2 separate regions of the Zea mays genome follow, and region 2 is linked to region 1. The links are chromatin contacts, called in public Hi-C maps. All regions are on one chromosome and are shown on one strand. Each heading gives the region's core, a stretch centred on a gene start, on an enhancer-like site or on the middle of the called end of the contact. The rest is flanking DNA. Distances are from core to core; before and after follow the strand shown. Region 1 holds the start of LOC100216980. Region 2 holds the start of LOC100144301 (thymidine kinase).

The links. Hi-C and Micro-C count contacts between places; a contact is called where the count stands out from the background.
Region 2: a contact with region 1 is called in a Hi-C map of leaf, with 6 times the contacts expected there. The contact joins the promoter of LOC100144301 here to the promoter of LOC100216980 in region 1. A contact is called at or near these places in 3 of 25 Hi-C or Micro-C datasets (ear, leaf and tassel) and 1 of 3 datasets of contacts at active chromatin or transcription factors (leaf).

What each region holds. Positions count from the first base shown.
Region 1 is chr1:79,766,460-79,770,680 of Zm-B73-REFERENCE-NAM-5.0, forward strand. It overlaps LOC100216980, which reads right to left and starts at 2,022. Exons shown (of 10, transcript NM_001143359.1): 1 at 1,835-2,022; 2 at 1,572-1,770; 3 at 1,310-1,470; 4 at 1,054-1,199; 5 at 461-523; 6 at 278-370. The coding sequence starts at 1,940.
Region 2 is chr1:79,973,141-79,977,361 of Zm-B73-REFERENCE-NAM-5.0, forward strand. LOC100144301 (thymidine kinase) reads right to left here and starts at 1,737. Exons shown (of 4, transcript NM_001309852.1): 1 at 1,096-1,737; 2 at 313-457. The coding sequence starts at 1,406.

The sequences.
Region 1 (4,221 bases), core at 772-3,271:
GACTGTTCCCCAACAGAGATCAAGGAAATAAGCACACTAACATACATGACAAGAAAATTAATATTATTCAGTCATATTTCATAGATAACTATAATATAGAATAGAGAAACCATAGAAGACAAAAAAGTGGGAAGCCATGTGGCAAACTGGCAATTCAAAATAGCATACTACTGTTTAAACATAAGTCCCATTCCCTTAATTATATGTAAAAGCAAATGAAAATAAAAAAAATAAGTCAGAAATACCAGATGAGAACCTAAATGAAGAACTTACATACAGGATTATGCATGTCTTCAGCAATCCCAATTTCCACAAGAACTGAGCGCAGCATACCCGACAAATAGTGAAGAAAATATGTCGTCATGCCAACCTGTTGTTGAAAAATTGCCACATGAGTGATCTAGAGGTGTAAAGTTGAAACCAAAGTGGAAATCCTGTCAATATTTTAAACAATACTTACGACTGAGGAGTATGCAAAAATAGCAAGAGAACTCTTTCTACCAGTTGGTAAAAGCTTCATTCCCTGAAAGTAGATATGAAAAAAAGGTCAAGTAAGCAGGTTGTGCCCACAAAATGATTGACTGAATAACAGACAAAACTTAAGTTTCCTATTGAACACACCCAAAGTTAGATTCATGTGTTAAGGCTGCATACAACTGATATAGAATAACTTGAATTATGTAGCTTCAAGCTTCATTAAGAAAAGAATGAACTTTGTGACTATAACTAGTGGCACACAGCATTGCCAATCAACTACAGTAATACTGTCATCTTAAAAAAAACATAGGTACAAATCACTATTGACACTGAGGGAGCCTTTTTCCGAAGTTATATATTAGTTTGAGTACATTGCAAATTTGGGATTTTCTCCCAAGACATTCGTATGTAACCTTCAAATACTTCATAATCCAAATGGTAGTTTCATATAAGACAGTAAGTGAGCTCCACTGAACCATTACAAGAATGGCACCAACCACCATTATCAATACCAACCATCAGCTGAAGTGCTCAACTACTGATATATAGAGCAGAGTGAAGAGGATTATAAGCTACCTGAAAGAGTATAATCAGTATCACAAGGAAAATGCCAATAGTCATTGCTCCACCATAGTAGAACACTACAGACTCGCTCAATGTGTGTGCCACCACCATGAGCACCAATCCTACGACAAAGAACACCACCCTGTGGAGCAAGAATTCTGCATACACAACAACAAAAGACACATCACACCCTGCAAACAAGAACTGCAGGAAACAGAGGGAAACAAACTAGAACTGCAACAGAAAAAGGAAACGGAAGAAATCATGCCTTCCTCAGTGGACACCACAACAGACCTCGAAGGGTCAGCAGGCATTCGGAAATCAAGAATCCGGTAGTCGTATGGTGAGATGACCTGCATCCAGAGCCCGCTCTTGGGCATTTTCTGCCATTGGGACGCGGCGCACTTGCATGGCCCCACTGTGGCATTTCTACAAACACAAAGTGCACCAACCAAAGAAATTAGCCCGAGGCACAGATGCTAGCGATACACGCCACGGAAGCTTGGAGTTCAGTTCCCCGTCTCACTAACCTGTGGAAGCAGAGCTCGAGGCCGTGGGGGCGGGTGGCGTTGGCGCGGAGTCGAAGCGCGTGGAAGAAGCGAGACGGGTCGCGGATGCGGGAGGGGCGGCCTTGGAGGAGAACACGCGTGCAGTAGGGCCCGGCGGTACCGCCACCGGCGAGGGGTCGCGCGTGCGGGAGGTGGACGGAGGCCGGCGGATGCGAGGTGACTACGAGAGGGCGGACTAGGGTTAGGGCCTTGAAGGGTTCGATGGTGGGAAGAGGCGTACTTACCTGTGAGCTCAACCGGGGTGGAGACGGATAGGGCGGCGGCGGAGGTGACAACGAGAACGATGACAGAGGGAATGAAGAGGAGGAGGTTCCGGTGTGACAGAGGCATGGTGGCGGCGGCGGCGCGGCGGTAGTTTTGGGGATCTTGGACGGGGAGGCAGGAGAAGGCAGGGGATTCAGAGAAAGGAAAGAGCGGGAGGTTAGCTTTGAAACGACGCTGTGCCGTTAACTCCGCGGCCGGCGTGGTCCTGTCCGGCTGTTCCAGACGGCGAGAATGGGCTTGCCTCTTGCCTGCCTGACAGACAGCGCCCTGGCTGGTTGCTAACAGCAACTCCAAAAAGTAGGGGTAAAAACGGGCGGATACGGACGGATATTAGCTCATCATGTATCCTACCCTAATGTATTTAAAACGGATTTGGGATCGGATACGGATAGTTGAAAACGGGACGGATACGGATACAGGGACCGGATATTTATCCGGGCGGATAAGTGACGGATACAGACATTATGTGATCGGATATCGGATACTTGTCGGATAATGCATTAATTGGTTATCATAAAATATTCTTGTTCGACCACGAAATTACAAGTAAATTATCAATACTAATAAATATTTAATAGAAGATAATCTCAAGTTCCCACATAAAAATGGTAAAGTGAAGTATTGATTATGTTGAAACTTGGATACTTAGAGTGATTTCACGTGTAACTCACGCAATAAGTAGAAATAAAATAGAAGAAACGTTGACATCCTGTGGATTTTATGGTCCCATTATTTTTGATGACTATGTGTGGCCATATGTTGTGCCTTCGTATAATTTCATGGATTTCTGAGGTTATTTATACATTATTAATTTTTTTCTACATAAAATCATCAAATTATAATAAAAATTCATAAAATACACTAGTTTTGACCCAAAATTGCAAAAAACTTACCAAAACAAATAAACATTCTATTCAAATATAACCTCAAGTCCCCACATGAAAATGATAAGTGAAATATTGATTATGTTGAAACTTCGATACATAAAATGATTTCACGTGTAACTCATACAATAAGTGGGAGTGGAATGGAAGAAACACCAACATCTTATAGATTTTATAGTCTAAATGTTTTTTAGAACTATATGTGGATATATGTTGTGTCCCTGTAAAAATTCATAAATTTTTTAGGCTATTTAGTGTATTACTAATTTCTTGTTATAGAAAATCATAAAAATATTGTAGCGTCGACCGAAAATTACAAATAAGTTACCAATATTAATAAATAGTTTATAAAAAGATATTCTTAAGTTCCCACATGGAGATAATCTTAAGTCCCCATGAAAATGATAAAGTCTATTATTTTGATATAAATTTCGACATTATTTCAATGATTTTGGCCTAAATATATGTTTAAACAAAAATGTTATGTACTACAAAGTTATAGATCTCTTCGAGCTTTACAATTTTCATATAAACTTTATCTTCATCCGATTTCATATGTAAAAGTTATGATTTTATAACTATATTATTATGCAGAAAAAGAAAAAACGGGTACCCGAATTTCTGGTACCCGTATCCGACCCGAATATATGGGTATTTACCGGGTAGTAGTAGCTCCGTATCCGACCCGAATCCGAAGATGCACTATCCGGGTATTACCCGTATCCGTCCCGAATATAAAAATACCCGAATCCGTATCTGAAAAACGGGTATTTGCACTATCCGTATCCGGTACCGGCGGGTATACCCGATCCGTTTTCACCCCTACCAAAAAGAAAACTTAAAGGCTAGTTTAGTAATTTCAATTTTCTAAACGATTTTCATTTTCTAAAGAAAAAATGAACTAATTTTCTTTGAAAAAATATAAATTATTTGAAAAAATAGGATTGTGAAACTAACTTTGGTAGCCACAAAACTGAAGAGAATTAAAGGGGTTACCCCTCCAATCCCCTCTGTTATTTTAGCTCTGAAACTAGCCCTAAACCTACTCTAAAACCGGTATTAGGAGAGAAATTTGGTTTTTTTCTCCAACAGTTTTTTATCCTTGACAAGTTTCGGTGTCCCGCATCCGTCTCCTCTCCTCAAATATATTTGCGTGAGTTTTTTATCCGCATCCGTCCCCTTCAATCCACACGCACGAGCGTGTTCTTCTTCGCCGTGAGTTGTTGCTGCTCGAAAGACGAATCGTTCTCTGTGTAGTACGTCCGTCATGTACATGTCGCACCCCCACCACGTTGCAGAAGCCCTTGGTCACCTGCTTCAGCTCCACGTACGAGAACTGTCGGGACCCGCCAGCAGGGAGAGCGTGTGCACTATCTTCCGGAAGCGCAGATACATTGACATCTCTATCGTCGAGGACCAGTGTGGTGACGTGCAGGCCATAGGAATTTTGGGGAGATGGTATT
Region 2 (4,221 bases), core at 487-2,986, 210 kb after region 1:
TTGACCCATAATAAGATATTCAAGCTATAGTAGAATACCATCATATGCTTCTTTATAACTTGCCCTTGTTTTTAATCTATGATTACTCCAAATTAAAGTGGTGTACTTCCCCAGCACCAGCAGCTGAATTTACTGTCATGATTCTCAATAATTCGTTGTTCAAGAAATATTATTGATGGGCAGTTGGGCACTAACAATATAATGCCAGATGCACCAATCTGAACTATTCAAAATATATGCATGGTACTTGATAGTAGACTTCATGGATAGGATACCAGCATGCAAATTAAGAGAACGTGTCTTTGATCAAACCTTATTATAGGCCTCAATTCCTAATTTGTCATGAAAACTTGACAGTTCTGACAAGGCCCAGCACGCCATCTTTGTACCGTCATGAGTCACAACAGAATCCAATCCATAGCGGTTGTCTTTGTCGGACTTTATTAGTGCCACGCTCCTATAATGGCACCATGAAAAGGTCAGAAATGAATTTTTTTTATGCAAGATAGAAGCAGTCAAGGCAACCAAATTTCAGTATTCACATGTTGTGATGTACACCTAGCATTACATGTATTGATGTATATGAATTCAACACGAAAGCAGTGACCTCAGAACACCTGAAATTTCAAACTGTTCTAGAACCTAGAGAATGGTCAAACAAACTGTCTAAATTTCATTGTAAAGACTTGCAGAAAAAGCACCAGAAATTTGGAGTCTAAAAAACAACATATCTTACCAAAGAAGCTCATTTGTTGTGGCAGTACTTTGACTGAGTCTACAGAAGTTTCGTATAACAAACGCTAAGATTATGTACCGTTTCGTCACTGGACGGTGAAGACCAGGACAAAAGACAAATACAATGCTTCCATAGCAACATATTGACAAATGTAAGCTCATAACATGTGACGGTCAGATAGTAAGTAATTACATTATATGTTACACCAAAAAGACCTATTTTCCTCGTAGCCAAACCTTGGCGTCTTAGCCAAAAAAAAATCCATGGAAGAGAGGTCACGAGCTGGCGGGCCCGCTCTGTCAGCAAAACAAGTAATCGCAAGGGAAAGGCACAGCGTCGCCTGCGTTTTTTTTCCGTACCTCCCGTTGCCGGCCTCGGCCTGGACCCGGCGGAGGAGCGCGGTGGTCTTGCCGGCGAACATGGGGCCCACGATGACATGGATCTCGCCGGACTGAGCCGCCCGGACCTCCATAGCCGCACGGCCTCCGACTCGCGACGGGGCGGCCGAAGAGATCGACCTCGCCGCGCCAAGCATATTTCTGGCAGCACGACCCCGAGGGAAAGGCAGAGAGAGGAGCAGCGAACGCGATGGGAAAGCGCTGGCGCGGAGGACGGTGGGGGCGGAGGCGGCAGCGGCGAGAAGCGACCTAGTGGCGAACATGGAGCGCATGCTGGCGGGATTTGTAGGGCGGACGGGATGGCGGCGGGGTCGAATAATATTTTGAATTTTTTGGAGGCAAAATTGGGAAGTTGAAGTCGGACGGTTCTTCTAGTCAACGTGGGGTAGGTGAGCGCTCGCACATGATAGCTTCGATTCGGAGTTCGAAATTTTGGGAGTGGAGGGAATGGGGATTTGGATTGGGCAATGTTTTTTTTTTTTTTTGCTAGGGTTTTTCAGAGGTGGCGGCAGTCGGCACTGCTCGGCCGGAGGTGGACGAAGGGGCCCGTGGTCTGCCGACTGCCTATTTTACTGGGTTTATTTTATTTTTCCTCGCTTTCCCATTCCACCGGAGCAATTCTTGCCCCTTCACGTTACTTACGGCTATTTTAATTCTCTTTTTCTTTCTTGAGACAGCAATTTTCTCTTTCCCCTAGGATGCGTTTTGTTTGAACAGACAGATTCTACTGCAATCACGAACAATTAACTCCGGTAGCAAATCTTTACTACTCTATAAGAACATAGTGTAGACCATGGTGCACGGTTCTGCCCACGCCATCCAGCGCTCCCCTCTCTCTGCCTTATGGACCTCCAGCGCTTTACTCTATGCCTTCTAGGCCCCACTGTCCCAGCCCACGTCGATCCTCCCCACAGCGCTCCACAACCCATCGGAGCAGCTCCCCCGCTGATGGCGTCGTTCACCATTCCCATCTCCATAGAACGCGCCATCCTTTCCTTACATGGCGCCCCCTTCCCATCCTCCATACCTGGCGCCCTCCCTTCATACCATCAGAGCTGCTCCCCCACTGATGGTGTTGTCCACCATTCCCACCCTCCACCGAGACGAAAATGGACGGCAATCCCAAGCGCCATCCCTTCCTTACACGGCGAGGTCCCAACCATCTGCGCTCCCTTCCTTACATGGCGCCCCCTTCCCATCCTCCATACCCGGCGTCGTCCACCACTCCCATCCTCCGCTTCCGGGGCAGAGATCTGGGTCGAGGAGACCTGGTTGTGAAAGTCGCCTAGAGGGGGGGTGAATAGGGCGAAACTGAAATTCTCAAAAAATAATCACAACTACAAGCCGGATTAGCGTTAGAAATATAATAGAGTCCGTGAGAGAGGGTGCAAAACAAATCGCAAGCGAATAATGAAGTGAGACACGCGGATTTGTTTTACCGAGGTTCGGTTCTTTTAAACCTACTCCCCGTTGAGGAGGCCACAAAGGCCGGGTCTCTTTCAACCCTTTCCCTCTCTCAAACGGTCCCTTAGACCGAGTGAGCTTTCTCTTCTCAAATGCTTGGAACATAAAGTTCCCACAAGGACCACCACAAGATTGGTGTCTCTTGCCTCAATTACAAGTGAGTTTGATCGCAATGAAGATTGAAAGAAAGCACAATTGCAAAAACCAAGCGACAAGAGCGACAAATAACACACAGATCACTTTCTCTCTCAAGTCACTAATCACTAATGATCTCTTTTCTCAATTGTGAAACTTGGAGAGATGGAGGCTTTGAATGTGTCTTGGAATGGATTGCTAGCTCTTGTATTGAATGTTGAAGGTTGGAATGCTTGGATGTTATGAATGGAGGTGGTTGGGGTTGTATTTATAGCCACCAACCACTTCCTAGCCGTTACTCCATTCTGCTGAGCGCGGACGGTCCGCCCGCCAGGTCCGGACGGTCCGCCCCTGTAGATCAACGGCTGAAAATGCAACGGTCAGCAGTAACGGCTATATCAACGGCTATATTGCATTTAATGCATCGTCAGATGTCAGACAGACCCAGTCGCGGACGGTCCGGTCGTGCACCCCGGACGGTCCGCGAGGCCGCTATAATTCATTCTTCCAAACCCGTCACCTTCGGGTTTTTCGGATCCTTGCCTACCGGACGGTCCGCGCCTGAGGCCGGACGGTCCGAGCGAGGGTTCAGACGGTCCGCGCTTATCCTCCGGACGGTCCATAGTGCAGACACGGATTTTTGCATTGGTTCTGTCCGAGGGTCATCCTTGTGTCGCGGACGGTCCGCCGCAAGGGCCCGGACGGTCCGCGCTTGGCCTGTTTTTCAAAAAAGCTTCTCCTGTCCGGAATAATCTACGGTATTCCGGACAGTCGATTTAGTATAGTTGTAGATGAACCTTTGACACCTGTAGAACATATAATCTAGAGCAAACTAGTTAGTCCAATTATTTGTGTTGGGCAATTCAACCACCAAAATCAATTAGGAAGTAGGTGTAAGCCTAATTCCCTTTCAATCTCCCCCTTTTTGGTGATTGATGCCAATACAAACCAAAGCAAATATAAAAGTGCATAATTGAACCAGTTTGCATAATGTAAGTGCAAAGGTTGCTTGGAATTGAGCCAATAAATGTTACTTACTAGATGTGCATGGATTGTTTCTTTATTTTTAACATTTTGGACCACACTTGCACCACATGTTTTGTTTTTGCAAATTCTTTTTGTAAATGCTTTTCAAGTCCTTTTGCAATATAGTCAAAGGTAGATGAAATAAGATTTTTGCAAAGCATTTTCAAGTTTAAAATTTTCTCCCCTTGTTTCAAATGCTTTTCCTTTGACTAAACAAAACTCCCCCTCAAATAAATTCTCCTCTTAGTGTTCAAGAGAGTTTTGAGATATTAAGTTTTGAAGATACTACTTGCTCCCCCTTTAGAACACAAAGAGATACCAATTTTGAAATTTACCAATTGAAAATCATCAATTTTAAAATTAGGGTGGTGGTGCGGTCCTTTTGCTTTGGGCTCATACTTTCTCCCCCTTTGGCATGAATCGCCAAAAACGGAATCATTAGAGCCTAATGAAGTACTTTCT